Regions from separate parts of the Mus musculus genome. Here regions 1, 3 and 4 are each linked to region 2. A link is a contact called in public HiChIP or PLAC-seq data. All regions are on one chromosome and are shown on one strand. The core of a region is the stretch at or near the end of the contact, and the rest is flanking DNA. Distances in the headings are between cores, read along the strand shown.

Region 1 (2,700 bases), core at 8-2,507, 650 kb before region 2:
AGGCCATATCCCTAAATGAAGCACTAAGGCAACTGATATCTGCTCAGAGGAAGAGCCAGTCTTTTCCAGGGACAAACCTGATAACCCTGATAGACAATTCTGTAGTCAGCCCTAAACACATTTTGATATAAACAATACTAAATGGACACAGATAGTTGTATCTGTGTACTTATGTGTGTGTGTGTGTATATGTACATATATAAATACTGGAATCAGTCTTCTCCAGGGACAAGCTGATAACTGATAGGTCACAGGTCAACCATGTCGTTAGCCTTAAACAAATATACATATGAAACACACAAGATGGACTCAGAAGGTTGTATTCACATATAATGTGTGTGAATATATATATATATATATATATATATATATATATATGCACATATAAATAGATGAATTTGAAAGGTAGTTGAGAAGACATGAGAAGAGTTGGAAAGGGGAAAAGGAAGGGGGGGGGAAATGATGTTAATAGTTTTCATGTACAAAATTCTAGAAAACAAATAATGAAACATTAGAGACCTACAAGATTGCTCAGTGGCTAAAGATGCTGGCTGCCAAACCTGAAACCTGAGTTTGAGTTGAAGATCATCCATGGTAGAAGCAGCTGTGGTAAAGAAGTTCTAGTAAATTGTTCTCTGACTTCCACAGGGTATAGTATAATCCCCTTGGCACCTCAACACACATATAATAAATACCCGTAAGAATAAAGAAAAAGCTTGGTTGTTAAGACTACAAAGTCTCACTACCTCTGATGGCTAAGAGTGAGTCACAGGACAGAATGAAAGGAAATACACCTAAGGTAATGCTGATGGACACTCCCACATCACCTCCTAGGAATGAAGGATTTACCTGGCTTCAAGACGATATGGCCATCATGAAACTTAGCAGCTGTGTTTACCAAAAACCAGCATGAAATGTAGACTGTTTTAACATTCCCCCAAGACAGAGTTGTGTGGCCTTCCCTGAGATTTTAGCCCCTCACTCCATTCTGAAGCCCTGCCCCTAGCTATAAGTAGCCCTGCATGTGACCTCTGGTGCATGTGACCTCTGCTGGTGGCATGGTATATACAACACGCACAAGTCTAAAAAGGGGATTCCTCTGCAGCTTCTGGGAAGGTTGTTACCTCTGCTGGGGTGCAACTTGTCAGTGACATAGATGTTTGGGGGTTAACACTGCTCCTGTAAGTACTTCCTCCCTCATTCCTCCCTCTTGTAAGCCCAATAAACCCATTGTTCCCTAAGCTGGGCTTGGACAGAATCACATCCTTGTTCATTAGTGTCTGATTTGGGATGAATAGATGTTTATTCATTTCTCTCCAGAATAAGGAACATGACCACTTTTCTGTAAAACAGTGGTGCCATTCAGAAGGACATCTTCATGGCTCAAGATTATGCCATGCAGGAAAGGCAGGCTGCAACACAGACAACTACAAAGCTGTGCTTTAAAAAAAGCTCACTTGATCCAAAAGAGCATGTGGGGAAGTTCAAACTTAAGTGTGTGCTCGCAGCAAATAGAGATTTGGTGGAAACAGAAGCAGAGTATCAAGTTTACCTACACCACAGACCAGCTGCTTTACCAAGAAAGAACCATTGAAATAACTGTTAAGAATATTCACAGAGCATGAATGAGCCTATAAAACTGGCCTAAAATAATTTGCAAAGGAATCTACACACAATTATTAAACCAAGAAGCAATGTGTATACACACACACACACACACACACACACACCTACACACACACCTAGTGCATTGTCAGAAACAACAACAGAACAATCAGTTGGCACCTAACAGAGCTTGAGAGCTGAGTATGCCGGGAGAGACAGAGGCCTGTTAAACGCATGGGCATTCCAGAGTACTGGAGAGACATCCAAAGCTACAGCCTCTGAGGAACAGTCTTCGCATATAGGGAAAACATTTCATGTCAAAGGCAGCCCAACGTGTGTCACAAGGAAACAACTGTAACAAGCTTTAGGGATGGGCTCAGAGACGCTGTTTTACTGCAAATCAGAACTGACACCATTTCTCTGATGTTTAATTGCTGACAGGTTTTAAACTTTATCCTTTGTCTGTAGTTGGGTCTTTGTGACTTTGTGTGTTCTTCTTTTGCCCACCCTTTATCCTCCTGGTTTCACCCTATCACTAGAAAGGAGAGAAGGAAGGATAGAGAAGGAAAAGAGAGAAAGAGAGAGAAAGAGAGACAGAAACAGAGAGCTCCCTGAATCTAATTTCTTTCTTGAATCCTCTTTGACCACAGGCACTAACCAACTGCAACCGAATCTTCCTGAATGATCAACAGCCACTCATACTACTTCTCAGGGCCCAAGCATTTATGTATCCTCTGAAAAGTTCCCAAAATTCCAAACGTCACACAATTGTAGAAATTATCTGCACCTGGCAGAATCATGCCTCTGAGAGCATGAGGCAAGTCACATCAGCTGCTGCAGGCAGTCTGAAGCAGTCCCATAGCCCACGCCTGAGATTATAATGAAAACACATTCTTATGTATTTCTTTTTTTTTTAATTAAAGAAACAAAAACTCCAGAATTCTTACTATACCCTTCCTCTAGTGTTTCATATCTGTGCAAGCTGATACAAAAAATCTAGGTGCCACTGGTCAAAGGTCAGGAAGAAGCTCAAAATATGTCACCTAGGCCCTACCTCCAAAATAAATACAAGCCCTCCATGGCAGCTTCATCTCC
Region 2 (2,759 bases), core at 94-2,593:
ATACAGCATCAACTAAATAGTTGGCATGTGACTCATACTGGAGCAGCCACATCACCATTATCAACTGCAAGTCTTGCATGGAGTGATGAGCGGGTGGGCAAGATCCTCTTTAGCTCCTGGAGCTGAGCTAAGTGAGATGTCACTTAGAAGCTGCCAGTAGACATCTCTGACATCACTGAGGGAGAGGATTTAGCAGAGGGAGGGTGCTGGGCTGAGCTGAGCTAACAGATGGAGTGCCTAGATCCAGCTGTGCTTGAAGCTCCACAGACCACATCCCTTTTCCTCCTTAACACTGAACTGGATTTCTGCCACTGAGGAATTGGTCTGTCTAACCCTTTTTGCACATAAGAGTTTGGTTTCTTCCTATGGCCAACGCGTGCAGTTCAGCGTGCAGTCTGATTTCTAGCTATGTAGTAATTGTGAGACTTTGTGCATGTTACTCAAACTCTCTCTGTCTTATTTTTTCAACTGCAAAAATGAAGAAAATGCAGCAGTAGCTCTTCAGAGAGTGAGGAAAATCAGTGTGTCAATATAAACTACTTACTTAGAACCTGTCTTCGCAAACCAAGCTCTCTAGTATTAGCAAGACTGCCACATCTCATACCCACGTGTAGCCCAGGAAGAGGCATACCATGGAGACTGTGCTAAGAGCTCTGTACCACTCAGCCTGCTCTTAGAATTACGGACTGACACTAGTTGGCCTTCTGTCTTTATCTCGTCTCACCTCCAAAGCCCCCAAAGGTCAATGGGAATGTTGATATGAAGGCCCACATCACAGATGGAGCCACACATGTCACAGATGGGGGGTAGCATCTCAGCCTAACTGGAACCAACCAAGGCAAGCACTCTGAAGGGGCAGAGCAGTCTGTATCGCTGTCAGTTAGTGGGAAGGGCACTGAGCATCTTTGAATAGAATAGAGGAGAGTATAGGTTCCTTCATCCTTTGAAATTTTCCCAAGAAATCTGGACCCATGTTTAAAAGTTACCTGTAAGCCTGTCACCTGTGTAGTAATTGATCTACACACTCCTGATCTTTCACTCTTGGCTATACTTTCCACCTCTTCATCTTATTGTATGAAGTCTTAAATTGTCCCCATAGAAAGATGAAAGGTGAACTTTTAGTGGAGTATAAGCTAAGAATCTCTAAGATCACTAAGATCCACTTTCTGGGATTATCCCTGTAGTGATGATGCTGTTCCTCTTTGACATATGGTAGGATAGCCCTCTAAATGATCAGGATTCATTTTCAATTCTTCCCATGTCAGAACATACACAAGTCCTTTCTTCACAGACCCTCAATTATTCCTGTTACTATGGAAACCACTGCCTGTGTCAGAGCACCTCAGAGCGGGTGGGAAGGAGGCATGAGCTGCTGCCATGGCAACATGTCTCTCCACAGCAGCATCTCACAGTCTATGCCATCTTGTTTCCAAAGAGAAGGAATGTTTACTGGGAGATCTGAGTAATTTCCCAGGCTGGGAGGTGGGAACTCAATAACTTGACCCTCATCAGTAGTTCGGTCAGCTCTCTGTGCCTGTTGTGAAAGACGTAGAAAGAAAGGTCACGTCAATGTCCTGAAATGCTCACAGAGGGCAGAACCCATTTGAAGCTGCAGTATCAGCCCACTGCCTTTGCTTCAGTGTCAATACTGATGTCCATAGTAATCTTACATATGCATGGCCTGGAACACGAGCATCAAAGGTCAAAGGCATAAGCCTGAGCATCTGACTCTCTGAATTCTAGTTCTGGCCTGGCTATCTCCTGGCTATGTTGTTGTGGGGTATCAACTAGCCTGTGCCTTAAATTTCTCTTCTGCTGTGAGGATGATAATAATTGTTCCCATTACACAAAGAAATATCACCAAACTTATGAAAATCTCTAAACTCATCATGTCGGTCCCCAATAAATGTCTAATGTCACCATCACTCGCAATAATTAGATTGTCTAATTTGTGTCATGCCTCACAAATTTGGTTACTGTCCTGTACAAGTGTACAGACAAAGAGAGTGTAGGTCACCTCTGTCCTCTTTCTGGAGCATACATTCTCAGTAAGTCCAAGCCATCCCTAAGGGGATATCAGTCCCTGTGGGTGGCAGAGGAGAAGCATCATTCTGTTGTATATTGTTCTGGTTGACTTTTGTCAATTTGGAACCAGCTACAGTCATTTGAGAAAAGGGAATCACAGTTAAGAAAAAGTTCCCATTAGAGTGGCCTGTAGGCAAGCCTGCAACCCATTTTCATGACTGATGATGGATGTGGAGCTGAGGTCTACATACCAGCCCAGTCCACTGGAGGCAATGCCACCTCTGGTCAGGTAGGCCTGGACTGTGTAAGAAAGTAGGCTGAGCAAGCCATGAGGAGCAAGCCAGTAAATAGGGCTCCTCCATGGCTTCTGCTTCAGTTCCTGCCTCCACATTTTGGTTCTGCTCTGGTCTCCTTCCACAGTGGACTGTGAAAAGTGAAAGCTGAAGGAAACCCTTTCCTCCCCAAGTTACTTTTGGACCTGGTGTTCCTCACAGGAACAGAAGCATAACTGAGACATACACAAAGCAAGATGATCTGTGTAGGATGTAAGTATACACACAGTGTGTCCCTCCTGCTAACATTTGTGAGCAAATGTATAGAAGGCAAGGAATGGAGGAATGTCTGAAAAGGCTCTTTGAGGAGATGGCTCTACAAACAGGACAGTCTTTAAGAGTCATCTGCAGGCAAAACCAAGCTCAGCTTACAACTCACAGTGGAATCAAGGTCAGGATTTC
Region 3 (2,711 bases), core at 8-2,507, 880 kb before region 2:
TCAATAGTATTTACTAATAATATACCCAAAGTTACTGAAGAAAAATACAAATAAAACAACAAAGAAGATACTGAAACATTTTTTCTTTCTTTTTTTACAAACTATTATCAAATGTCTTTGATGGCCAGTAGCCAGACCAAGGAGACCACAATAACCAAACAAATTTTAGATTGAGTGACTACGTTTTACAGAAACTCAAGCACTACTACAAATTAAGCATAGGATACTTCTACCAAGTATCTCTCCCCATGCTGGCTGGCTCCTCTGCCTGCCCTCTAACAGGACACCCAGGAGGTCCTAAGTGATGTTTTACTCGCACACGGTCGGCTAACTGGGGTCTTAGGTGGTGGTGAAACTACATACTTTCAATTAAGCGATGTGGTTAAGCACCATGTAAGTCCTCACACAGACTCATGAATTATATAACACAGCCTACCATTTCCGGTAGGGTAACAGGAAGTCTTTTTCTTTGGACTTTACCAGTCCCAGTACTTACGGGACATTCTTATTTTTCTCAGTTTACAAATGCGGATTGGATCCCGACAGCCAGAGAAGATGCTGACTTTATTAATACCCCAAGTCCCGAGATGATTTGGAACTACTACAAAGGACAACAATAAGACGTGTCTTATTTTTAGGGAGTGCACGCTCAGGTGTTTGGCTGGGGCACACGACTCATCCCCGAAGCGGCCACGGGGTATTTAGATCTCCAGCCCACAGAACAATGCTTCCAAACAGACCCACGCCGCTCCAGCTGCCGGGCGAGCGAGGCTGAGGGAGGAGCCTGCTCAGCGCCGGGGGCTGCGGCCCTCAGCCCCACACCGGCGCCGGCGGTCAGCTCCTCCCCGGCCCGGCGGCGCGAGCACCGCGGTCCGACCTGTTTTTCCGGGTGGCCCCGGGCGCCGAGCTGGCGGGCCGCGTCTGCGCAGGGCCGGGCGGGCGGAGGCCCAAGGTCAGCCGAGCCGACTGCGCCCCCGCCGCCGCCGCGCCTCAGCCCGGCTCAGGCCGCCCAGACCGCGCAGGCCCCGCGCCCTCGCCCCGCCCGCCGGCCGGCTCGCTCCAGTACCTTCTTCAGCTCGTTCTCGCTAGCGCCGGGAGGGACGCCCAGGATGTCGTACAGCTTCGTGTCGGCCACGTTCGCCATGGCGGCCTGCCGGGCAGCACTCGCAAGCAGGCGGCGGAGCGGAAGGAGCGCGACCCGGACCACGAGCGGCGGCGGCGCAGGCCGAGGAGACGGCGCGGGGAGGCAGGCGGGGCTGAACTTTGACCCGGCGCAGCGCCATGACGTCGCCACAAGGCCCCGCCTCCGGGGCCGGGCGGGGCGGGGTTGGGCGGTGGGCGCCCGAGAGCGGCTGGTGGGGCCCTTTCCTGTCGCCGCTCCGTGACGCGCGAGCGACCGCGGAGTGGAGGGGAGCGGTGTGCGGCGTTCATAAAGAACTCTCGGTGCGGCTGAGGCCTGAGGGAAAGAAGCCGGCGTGGAATCCTCACGGGGTGGTCCCCCCGGGGCCACGGTGAAAAACAGCACGTGGGTGTGAGTGTGTGAGGTTCCCAAATAGCGAGTTACGCCCGTGATGTGATTTCATCAACACCTTCACTAACTCATTTCATCTCCTTAACTTCCCCCTCAGCACCTCTGCGTAGGGGAAACAATTTCATTCATAAATACTCAGATTTATACCTAGCAGACGAGGTTTTAAAGGCATAGCCATCCTGTCACATCGGAGGAAAGGACAAATCTTTTTTACACATTCCCAGTTGGTTTCGGGGCATCCAGATAAACCAAAGTCACCCTGTTCCACCGGGATCATGTGTTCAAGTGTCTCACTTGACAGCTTTAAAATTAGCTAACGCCAAAGGTTTGGTTGGCATAAGACAGTATGGCAGCGTGCCGGCACTTGGTGGCTGTCAGTCGAGTTTCGTTTTGCTTTAGCTTGAAAGATTTCTGTGCTTTACCACATTCCAGAATGTATAGCTTGCCTTCCAACTGGTTTTCCGATAGTAAAACACTTCTGGTCAGTTGAAAACCTGAACTGGGAAACAATTGCTCATTGGCCATAAGTCTGTCAGTGGAGGTGATACACCTTTCTTGTTATTCTTCTTGACCGAGTTTTGGAGGTCCTTCACTGCCGTGCTAAGACTTCTGAAATTTAACCTGAACGCTCAGAAGAGTCTCATGAGAAGTTAGATGCTCCTTCTGCTATTCAAAATGCCCCTTAACCTGTAGTGTTTTCCTTAATTCATAACCTGGTGAACCTTCCTGTCTTATTTGATGTTCGTTTTCCTGATAAGTATGATTTATGACATGAATGCTGTTCTCACATGTGAGTCAAAATTCTTTAATAGAATATAGCTTATCTATCTGGTTTCCAGGACTTATTTGGAGGTTTCTAGCAGGGGACCACAGCTATTTTATACCCTTTTGCCAAAGATTAGCCTCTCTTCTTGATCAAATACCCAGTTTCAGGAAGGGACATACAAAGAAGAAGAGGGAACACTCACCCACACACCCAGATCAGCCAAAATAACCCTGGGGCAGATGTTGAAGTCAGATCATCCTTCTTCTGACTTTGAATTTTACAAAGACCCCTAATCATTCAAGAGTGTAAGTCCTGAAATTAGATTGTATAAGCTGGGAGCTTGGCTCTGCCTTCTTTTAACAGTAAGCTTGGCTCTGCAATGTATTTTCTGAGGTTACTTCCTCAGTGCAAGAT
Region 4 (2,700 bases), core at 100-2,599, 600 kb before region 2:
TAGATTAGCTACAGACTTTGAGTATTCTTGCAATGTGGGTAATCATTCAAATAGAGGAAAAACCATCCAGGTCTTATAAGAGGTTCTGGGGTCCTGGAAAGAGCACTCAAAAGACCTTGTCAGGATCCTGCCAGTCAGCTTTGTAGGGGCTTTAAACTTTATTCATGGCCTTGGTCCTTAACCACCAACCGATGCACTTGGTCAGCATCAGACATTTTTTCTTTTAAGGCTTAATGTGGTTAATGAACTTTCAATGGCAAGTTGGATGAAGACTATAGCAGTACTCAAGATGAGGAGGGGCCAGATGTACACTAAGCTAAGGCACCTTATGCTGGAGAAGTCTGAAGTTTGAGAATGTATGACCAAGGAGGCACTGCGTTTATCAGCAGTTAACAACAACAGAGGCTGGTGTGAGTGGTGGAGAATTTGGTGCCTGAGGAAGGCACAGTGCCTTTAAAGATCTTAACACAAGGAAGGGCAGAATTAGTAGGAGGTGAAGGCAGAACATCTCTCACAAGAAACTGTCAGCTTGCATGTTTTCTCATCAAAGGGGGTGGAAGATTGGAAAAAAGACGGGAAAGCAAATGCTTAGACCAGAAACCAAGGTTCTTAGAAATCTGGAAGACCTTTGGCAGGCAGGTGATCATTCGCCATATGAAGGCTAGAGGTTTCTAGATGAAGGGAGGTTGGTGTGTTCTTAAGGGTTGGGCTGATGGTCAAGCCGCGGGGTTACTGAGTTAGGACCGAGGGTTGATAAAAACAGGGGAAAGCTGTCCCTGTGCTGAAGATAAAGGGAGAGCCAGAAGACTGGGAAATGCAAGAGGTAGGGTAACAGGAATCAGGGGGCGTGGGTACACCGGGAGGGGCAGACAGAGGAGGGCCGGCAAGCACTGACTTTCCCGCAGCACGAAGAGGTCCGTCTGTTTGTCGGAGTTGAGGTCACCGAAGGCCGCCAGGGTGCCCCAGGCCTCAGCCCCAAAGAGCTCGGCCGTGACGTTGTGCAGAGCCCGCGCCGGGGCAGGCCCAACGCTCAGCAGCGCGAGCCCCAAGAACAGCGGGGCCAGCACCGCCCTGGCGCTAGGAAGCCGGCCTGCCGCCATGGCGCCTTCGGCCCGGCCGGCCTCCGCCGCGCTTGACGGCAGCCGCAAAGCACCGTGCGACTGACCGGCCGACCGAGAAAAGACTCGGGGTGCGGCCTCACGGGCAGCCCCTCGCTGCACTCTCACGCTGCCCTGGGGCTGTTTCTCCGACGACCAAGACGCCGAGGAGCTAGGGCGGCGTCTGCCCGGGAACTCACTTCCGGCTGTCGTGCCTCCCGACAGTGTCGCGCGAGGGGGCGGGGCCGGGCCGGCCTCGCTGACTGGCAGCTGGGGTGGTGGGCACTGTGCGATGGCGGGGGCTGAGGGACTCATGGCTGAAGTAAGCTGGAAGCTCTTGGAACGAAGAGCCCGGGCCAAGCGCTCAGGTTTGACTGCCTGTGACCACAACCTTCCCCCTCCTGGGTACAGGGGGTGGTGCTCCTCCGCAAGTCCCCTGGAGGGAGGCAGGTGGGATCTGTCCTGGGGATCAACTTGCTTCCTTAAGTTGGCTCCAGAAAGCAATAGGTTTCTCTTGCTGCCCTGCTCTTGTCCATCTTGGTCCCCATTCCCCAATCCCTGCACTTCCCCCATTTAGATAACGTCTGTCTTTCTCCCCCAAGTTATTTCCTCTCCAAAGTTAGTGATAAGCTGACTTCTCCAGAAACTTTGCCGAGTAAGTCAGCTAGTGACAAGTTCTTTGGAACCTGAACGCTCTTGCTCTGCAAAAAGTAGACCTCCATTTTTAGTGAGGTCCTAAAGAGCTGGCGACTACTTTTGTCTCATATGCCCCCTTCACATTCCTCAGTAATTTTTAGCTGCAGCCAGTTCTGTGTGTCAGAAATTGAGGAAGACGGTTTGTGCCACAAGTTAAGTTAGTGTACAGTTATGACTCAGAATGAAATTGGCCCCTTCCCTAGCCAAATGGTCCCACCACCTGTAGCTTCTAGTTGTGGTTCCCAACCACGGAGATTAAAAAGCCAGCAGTCCGAGTGTCCTGAACTGACTTGTTCAAATTGCAAAGTCACACTGGCGTTTTAAAAGTTAGTACTCCTGATTAATAACTTTCCAGAGAGCCAGCAGTGAAACTGCCACTTTTGAAATTGGATACAATCTTGGGGGAAAAAATGTGTCCTTAAACACGAGAGGTGGGGGACAAGAAATGTTCAACCAAGAACCTTTCCCTTGTCAAAGATTGACGAAAGATTGTAGAAAAGTACTGTATTTGTTAAAGTATTGCCAATTTCATTCCATTTGAAATCTTAAAATTTTTGTGTGTTTATTTACTTAGGACTTAGGGTTGTAATGGAACAAACACATGAAAAGTAAGAGAAATTTTTAGAAAGCAGTTGACTCAAGTTCAGAGTCAGTAGAATTATTTGAAACAGTTGTAGGGATATTTGTTGCTTATATTTTCTTTTATTGTGTCATATAGAAATTTTGAGTTGGTTATTAACACTGTTGCTGTGGGAATAGAAAAAGTGCTATTAGGTTGTTCTGGGCAAAGAGAATAACTAGTCTTTTGCCAGGGTCTTTAACCGTCCTCTCAACCCCCAACATGTATTTTTGCAACACAGTTTTGCAACATAGTAATCCTATAGGGTCTATTTTCTCTTCAAGTCTT

What was found. HiChIP or PLAC-seq counts read pairs in DNA pulled down with a chosen protein or histone mark.
Region 1: an H3K27ac HiChIP or PLAC-seq map of oligodendrocyte precursor cells shows a contact between it and region 2, with 6 times the contacts expected there. The contact joins two enhancer-like sites. A contact is called at or near these places in 1 of 484 Hi-C or Micro-C datasets (nephron progenitors) and 1 of 115 datasets of contacts at active chromatin or transcription factors (oligodendrocyte precursor cells).
Region 3: a contact with region 2 is called in an H3K4me3 HiChIP or PLAC-seq map of embryonic forebrain, with 3 times the contacts expected there. The contact joins the promoter of Dnaja2 here to the enhancer-like site in region 2. A contact is called at or near these places in 3 of 39 promoter capture datasets (embryonic stem cells, hippocampal neurons and liver) and 2 of 115 datasets of contacts at active chromatin or transcription factors (embryonic forebrain and large pre-B cells).
Region 4: an H3K4me3 HiChIP or PLAC-seq map of embryonic forebrain shows a contact between it and region 2, with 6 times the contacts expected there. The contact joins the promoter of Phkb here to the enhancer-like site in region 2. A contact is called at or near these places in 9 of 39 promoter capture datasets (the 3T3-L1 cell line, the SN4741 cell line, cranial neural crest and 4 more), 1 of 484 Hi-C or Micro-C datasets (nephron progenitors), 12 of 115 datasets of contacts at active chromatin or transcription factors (the NIH/3T3 cell line, astrocytes, craniofacial prominence and 9 more) and 1 of 9 other capture datasets (adipose tissue).

Annotation. Positions count from the first base shown.
Region 1 is chr8:85,784,379-85,787,078 of GRCm38.p6, forward strand. All of the region lies in intron 6 of Itfg1 (integrin alpha FG-GAP repeat containing 1), which reads right to left. Among named protein-coding and RNA genes, the nearest start is that of Itfg1, 55 kb to the right of the region's middle. Within about 2 kb of position 1,258, at least 23 of the 459 cell types and tissues checked have an H3K27ac peak or open chromatin away from gene starts, as enhancers often do. A contact at or near this core is called in oligodendrocyte precursor cells, where this site is marked.
Region 2 is chr8:86,437,463-86,440,221 of GRCm38.p6, forward strand. No RefSeq gene overlaps it. Among named protein-coding and RNA genes, the nearest start is that of Abcc12, 130 kb to the right of the region's middle. Within about 2 kb of position 1,344, at least 79 of the 459 cell types and tissues checked have an H3K27ac peak or open chromatin away from gene starts, as enhancers often do. A contact at or near this core is called in the SN4741 cell line, embryonic basal ganglia, embryonic forebrain and 5 more, where this site is marked.
Region 3 is chr8:85,554,104-85,556,814 of GRCm38.p6, forward strand. It overlaps Dnaja2 (DnaJ heat shock protein family (Hsp40) member A2), which reads right to left and starts at 1,258. Exons shown (of 9, transcript NM_019794.5): 1 at 1,067-1,258. The coding sequence starts at 1,144.
Region 4 is chr8:85,839,639-85,842,338 of GRCm38.p6, forward strand. Phkb (phosphorylase kinase beta) reads left to right here and starts at 1,350. Exons shown (of 32, transcript NM_199446.2): 1 at 1,350-1,465. Itfg1 (integrin alpha FG-GAP repeat containing 1) reads right to left here and starts at 1,311. Exons shown (of 18, transcript NM_028007.3): 1 at 896-1,311. The coding sequence starts at 1,100.